Regions from separate parts of the Hordeum vulgare genome. Here region 2 is linked to region 1. The links are chromatin contacts, called in public Hi-C maps. All regions are on one chromosome and are shown on one strand. The core of a region is the stretch at or near the end of the contact, and the rest is flanking DNA. Distances in the headings are between cores, read along the strand shown. Region 1 holds the start of LOC123401423 (F-box/kelch-repeat protein At1g74510-like). Region 2 holds the start of LOC123401801 (RINT1-like protein MAG2).

Region 1 (3,398 bases), core at 26-2,525:
CTCAGTCCACCATACTGAAGGATTTTATTTATTTTTATCAAGAAAAGGCTCGAGCTCGTAACCCGCAAATATCTAAAATGGACCCCCTTCAACAGATATAGGCAAATATGTGGAACGGTTCCAGTCTTACACAAAAGAAATATAATTTGAAAACTAGTAAAGCACCGGTCCTCGGAAAATTGGCAAAATCCGAACACAAAAGGCCCCATCTATTCACCCTGAAACCACTCTACGATACCAACAGAGAGAAGGACAAACCAAATCTAGAAAATCATGCTTGGAAATAAATTACATCTGGGCTAACACCCACACGTCATATCTATTTGTGGGCTTGTTGCAGCTGAACGAACCATAAGAAATGGTATTCCAAGTTGGTCCTAATAAGTACGAGTAGATAAACAGATATGCACACCTTGTGGATCATTGGTGAATTCATTTAATAGCGTCTACCAATTTGGTACAGCGGCAAGGAAGCGAGCACATGCAAAATTATCGGTTCGACAGGGATATCCATAGCCTACAAGGGTAGTATTGGGCAGTTAACAAGATCTAGTAGTCGAGCAGCAAAAGCGCGCTGGGTTATTAAAAACTAACGCCAACTGTAAATAGCACTATCGCAAATCTGATCGGTTTTGTCGCCACCGATGTCGTCGATCCACTGAAACCCCGCTTTAGGCAGCACTAACCAATGGCCGCTAATCCGACCGGCCACTCGTCACCGGCCATTACGAGGAACACAAAACCGTGAAGAAACAATCGACGGAGAGGAAAATACAACCACCGTATTTGCGGCAACAAACAGTAACGAACAATAAGGGCTGGGCAGAAAGCCGCAGTACGCCGGCGGCGCCTGGCGGGGAAAGCGGGAATCGCACCTCAGGCCGTGGCCATCGCCGACGCGCTTGGCTGGCCCCCGGCGCCGCCGTGAGTCGCCGACGCGGCGGCAGCGGGCTGGCGGAAGGCGGACGCCGGCGAGAACGGGCGCTGCCCGCACCCGGCCCCTCGGACGGCGGCGGGATCGGGGCGGAGGAGGGGGTTGGATGCGACGGGATTGGCGGCCGCCACAGGTCCACCGGGCGGGGCGGGGCAGGGCAGGCGGGTGGGATGCGGCTGGAGGAGAGGGGGGTGGGGGTTGGGGTAGGGCGGAGAGGGGGAGAAAAAACAGCGATGCGGAGGAGTAGTTATGGGCGAGACGCGGTGCGGGGGCGGGGGCGAGGCGAGGGGCGCCGTTATACGGAACCGAACGGAACGGGACGGGACGGGGGTTGCGGTGCGGTGCGGTGCGTGAGGAGAGGAGGATGGGAGGGGGAGGGGCCGCGACTTTTATATTTACGCGCGGTCGGGGCGGGCCGGGCCGGGCCGGGCCGGCGGCGGGGCGTCTCGTCCCAGCCCCGACCCGGGCTTTCTTCCTCGGCGTCGGCAGGCGCGGATGATTGATTGGGCGACGGACGGACGGACGAGACGTGCGTGCGTCTCACGTGGAAAAGGGCGGGGGGAAACGGAGCCGGATCGGTGGAGCTTTGCAGTTTTTCTATTCTTTCTGTTGGGCGGGCGGCGACGGGCTTGGACGTGGGCCGCGGGTCTCCGTCACGCCAGTCGCCAGGACGCGGTAACCGGAGCGAGCGAGGAGCGCCCCATTCCGTAATAATTACCACCGGCCGAAACCGGAACATTTCGATCGTTTACATTCTTTCTTTTTATGCCGGCCGTGGGCTTATTACGCAGCACGAGCTGAAACCTTGGTTTTCCTCGTCGTCGCCGCCGCCGCTGGCCTGCTGGCTGCTGCGCAGGAGGAAGGACGGCACGCATGGCCAGGATGATACTCAAGGACGCACGCACGCAGGGGGCCTCTGACGGTTGTTGGACGTAGTACCCTGAGCCTGACTGTAGCTGGATCCAGGCCGCCCTTCTTTTCCCTCCATCCCCTCTCTCTCTCTCTTAAAAAAATACGAGTAATTGCTTGTCCTTCTCTTTGGGACTGACGAGGCTCCTGATTGCACAGCCGCGGCTTATTTTAGCGCCCAACGACGTCGCGGTCGTTTTCTGCGCGTAAACTCTGAGCTGTGCCCATTGGAACGGCCCCCTACTTTCTCTCCTTGCTCTCCACTTCACCGCTTCACTTTTCTAAAAATTTATTAGTCTGGACGGCAACGGTTCCGGTCAATTGCTCCACCGATCGGTTCAACGGGCCGGCGGCGTATCTGCGTACGCGCGTAGGCGGACGCCCAACGCCGTGCTGTTTTTCTAATCCAATCATCGGTAGGAAATACGGGTCCAGTCGGCATTTTGTTGGATGCAATCTAATCGGCTCGTTTTTTTTTTTTTTTGAGGATTGAATCGTCTCATTGTTAGGGTATAAATAAGTTGGTAGAACTTTAGGTATTGCCGCCCGTACACGTGCGTACAGAGTAGGGGTACAGCCAGTGTTTTGTTGCCGACCGTCATGTGAAACGACCGAACTGGCACGCACGTACGTGTGCAACCCTGCCAATCCCCTTCTGACCGAATTGCTCGTGGTCGCGCGTTGAAAACGGTAGTAACTGCTAATGGCGTTGATCACTACAAGCGGTCGCACGTGAGAGTAAAATACACACGTAGAAAACGCGGCTACAAGTAGTAACGTAAATGCTTTAGTCACTACAGATGGTGGTATTTGCCGCCTCTTTCGATTTGACAGAAGCCCATACCCGCTTTCAAAAGCGGGTTCGGCGCCTACGTACGTGTGCAGTTTGCATACGCTACGTACTGCCCGGTTGACTGACGCGTCGGACATACGCTACGTGCGAGAGTAGCTGAAAGTGGTCATTTCAGTATTTCACTGGCCTGTCTTGTAACAGTAACGGGACTGGATCAAACCCCTTGCATGCACGTCAAACGTCCATCCCTCGGTAAGCCGGGGCGGCCGGCACGTGTCGCCGTGTCAGGAACTGCAAGCCTTTGCGAGTTGCAACGGCCGGCGTTGTCGTGAAGGAACAGAGCGGTGCACGTCTACCTGGTCTTTTCAGCTACGGTTCAGTCCCTGGTCCAAGCACGTCTCTTTGGACGTAGATCGATCGTCCTCCATCTCCGCTCGCCGCCGGTTCTCCAATCTTTCTGCTCCTTGACAGGGACGCTTCTTCCTTTACTGTGAGTGAAAGCTAACGTCGATGGTTCTTTCCCGCGAGAAGGAAAAGAGAAGACATGGATAATTGGAATATAATTCCGGAGTTTGCAGTGGCAGCCGGTAGTTATAGCAACTCCAACAGTCCGATCTAAATAGACGACGATTTTGACCGTCTTTTATCCGTTTGGATCGATCAGGCGGACACGAACGTTCACTTTCACATTTGGGTCGACGCATGCGTCCAACGCTGACCCGATCCATTTTAACGACGCGAGAAAAAAAATGCATCCATAAT
Region 2 (3,323 bases), core at 124-2,623, 220 kb before region 1:
CAAAGGTTGATGCACGCTCACTCAAAGAAGATCAAACGGTTGTCGAGCTCACGATCCTACGGCTACCAAGGCGGCGGATGTTTTCGAAACATCACCTGGCGGATGCGTAGCAGCCCCCAAAGAATATTGGCTGGCATAAGGATTGACGACGATAGGAAAACATACAAAATGTTTTGGTTTTGACACTCATATCAGTGGAAGATCCCTCATAATGCAATTACAGACAGGACTAATAGCTAACTGTAGCGCGTGAATAAAGAAATCAGCAACTAAAGGGACACAATAATGGAATGCCCCCACAAGTTTCTAGTTAACTACAGGGACAGAAGGCAACTCATAGATCCACATTATCAAGATGAGGCTCACTTACAAGAGCTGCCAGATCCATGTCATAATTGAGGGGCAGAACAGTTATCATCATCCATCCTAGCTGTACTGAGCTAGATCTGTACCAGCCAAACTTAACTATTAACCTAACCAAACAGCCGATTTGCCACATAAAACCACTCTGCTACTGCACAGGCACTAAGTCCCATCACACCAAGGACTTGAACGACATATTTAGTAAATGAGCCGATGGTCTCAACTCATGAATCATAACACATTATGCCTAAAAAACATAACCATCATAAGAGGAAAATAGACAGCATAGCAGATTGTCAATATAGTGTTTATCGTTCAAAATTTAAGCCAGAGCATAGCACAAAGATTAAAAGCATCATCTTCAGATATACTCACCAGCGTAATCTCTAACCATGTCCACTCTCGCCACGTCGGTGGCCAGGGGAGGGAGTTGTTCGAACAGCATCTTCTCGCTCCCAGCCTCCACATCTTCTCTAACCCCTAGAAAACCCCGAGAAATAGAATTACAGCTTTGCAGCGGCACACGTCAACTTGAGAAGCTCAAAATTCGGTAATTCCATGAGCATTTGCTTAAGATACCCGTCTTGTCGGTGGAGGCCTTGAGGGCGGTGACGCCACCGCGCACGCTGCGGAGGGCGGAGCCAGCGGCCTCGAGGGAAGAGGAGTACCCGGCGGCCGCATCCGCGAGGCGTGCAGACAGTTCGGCGACCGAGGACTCGAGCTCCGCGCAGCGCCCGCGGATCTCGGCCTCGACGTCGGCGGCCGCCGCGAGGTCGGTCGGGGAGCGAAAGCGGACGTCGAGGAAGCGCCGGAGCTCAGGGGTGATGTTCGGGGGTCTATGGAGCAGCGGCGACGGAGCCGCCGCTTCCATGGCGCGAACGGATCCCACGGCTTAGGGTTTGGATCGCGGGGAGGAGTGGAGATGGGGGGGAGCGGGGAGGAAGACGACCGGCGAAGGCAGACAGAGTGGTAATACTCCACAGCCCCTTTTTCTCTTCCAGGCCGGAGAACTGTAATCTTGGGCGTCGATTTGAGCGGGTAAGAGCATCTGCAACTCCGATGTCCCAAACCGTCTCAAACATTTGTGCGGACGGCCATAACTTACTGCTCATAAAAATGCGACTTAGGCAAATGTCTCAAACGGATCGCAAAAATTCAAATTAAATGACGCATCTCATATTCAGCTTAAATCTAGGACGGATATTGAGGCAACCGGATGTGTTAGACGGGATTATCCTACCACAAATTGCACCAAATAGGTCAAATCCATTTGCTCTCTTCTCTCTCCTTCCTCCTCCGCGGTTTTGTCTCGCAACTCCACCACCGTGTGTGTTCCGCGGTCGTTTCGAGCCTCTGCACCGACAGCATCAGCACATCACTCCTCTCTCCCATCTTCGTAGTCGGGGACATCGGCGGCGGCCCAAACGCCACCGTGGTATGTCCGGCAACTCTCGGGTTGCCCCTTGCGTTTTATGTGTTCGACGCGTTGTCCGACCCGGTTTCTTGCAAATTTTTGAGGGATAACGATGAATTTCAATGATTCGGCAAACAAGAAGTATGGACAGTCGGAGCTTAATCAAATGATTCAAGATTAGTTCTTCAAGTCATCGAATTCAAATGAAGAAGTGGACATGATCATGCTCATGAGCATGCAGGAGGAAATGAGTCTGCTCCACCTATTCTCAACTTCAAGAGCTCAATCAACGAAATAAGAGTGGTCAATCGGGATAGGGTCTTCAAAGCACGGCTACTGCAGAAGAACTACTTTGTTCCGGACCCAATTTTTTGAATGATCCATGGTTTTGTTGCCCTTTTTACTTGCGGAAATCATTGTTTTTGCGCATTCTGAAGGGAGTCGAGTTTTAGGATAACTACTTCAAAGCTCACAAGGGTTTGTTGTGGCCAACTTTATTCTCTATGCTAAGCATAAATGCACAACCATTATGAGGATGCTTGCATTTGATACTGGATACTGTCGCAGATGTTGTTGGTGAGATGGTCCGAATGGAGGACAACACATGTCTGAAGACAAATGCCAAGCTAGCCCGCGAAGTCGTGCAGGTTTTTGAAGCAAAGTATATGAGAGAACCAAATGTGCAGGATAAAAAAATTATTGTCTATCGGGGAAGCTAGATGGTTTCTAGAAATGCTCGCATTAATTGATTGTATGCATTGGCAAAGAAAGAACTATCCTAAAGATTTGCGAGGAATGTATCAAGGTCACATCAAAGAGGTCACCATCATACTAGAAGTAATGGCATCACGTGACTTATGGATTTGAGATGTTTTTTTTTTGAATGTCGGGTTCTCACAACTACATCAACATGCTTCAATGGTCTCCGGTTTTGAGGAGGCTTTGTAATGGGGCATCGTTGTCGTGCAACTACACTCTCAACAACCATGACTACAACATGGGATGCTATCTTGGCGATGACATCTATCCTGAGTGGACGGTGTTTGTGAAGACCATATTGGAACCTAACGGTAGGAAACAAAACCACTTTGCAACAATGCAGGAAGCAGCTAGAAAGGATGTAGAGAAGGATTCGGAGTGCTTCAAGATTGTTGAAGAATTGTCCGTGGAGCTGCAATGATGTGAGAATCACAAACATTGTGGCAGCTGATGACTCGTTGTGTTATTTTGCACAACATGATTTGTCGAGGATGGGGATGATGGTGTTTCCCAAACCAATAATTTTGAAGCGCGTGGAGAATAAGTTCAAATCCCAAAAGATCAAGATGTAAATCTGTGACAGCCCGCGACCGACGCTCCAGAAGATTTATCGCATCATGCGCATCATCTGCATTGCATCGGCACTCCGTCGCCGCCAGTTTTCAAAACTTGCATCCCTTAGTAGTTGCCGGTTCTCTCCGTTTTCGTCGTTGATCGTTTTGAGACCTACCACACACGCACGTGCTCGCTGCATTGATAAAATATTGTTTCTAAAAGTGCGTATAAA

What was found. A called contact is a pair of places that touch in the nucleus more often than the background predicts.
Region 2: a contact with region 1 is called in a Hi-C map of seedling, with 2.6 times the contacts expected there. The contact joins the promoter of LOC123401801 here to the promoter of LOC123401423 in region 1. A contact is called at or near these places in 2 of 6 Hi-C or Micro-C datasets (leaf and seedling).

Annotation. Positions count from the first base shown.
Region 1 is chr6H:503,805,873-503,809,270 of MorexV3_pseudomolecules_assembly, reverse strand. It overlaps LOC123401423 (F-box/kelch-repeat protein At1g74510-like), which reads right to left and starts at 1,275. Exons shown (of 2, transcript XM_045095221.1): 1 at 876-1,275.
Region 2 is chr6H:504,023,737-504,027,059 of MorexV3_pseudomolecules_assembly, reverse strand. It overlaps LOC123401801 (RINT1-like protein MAG2), which reads right to left and starts at 1,373. Exons shown (of 4, transcript XM_045095649.1): 1 at 943-1,373; 2 at 739-843. The coding sequence starts at 1,234.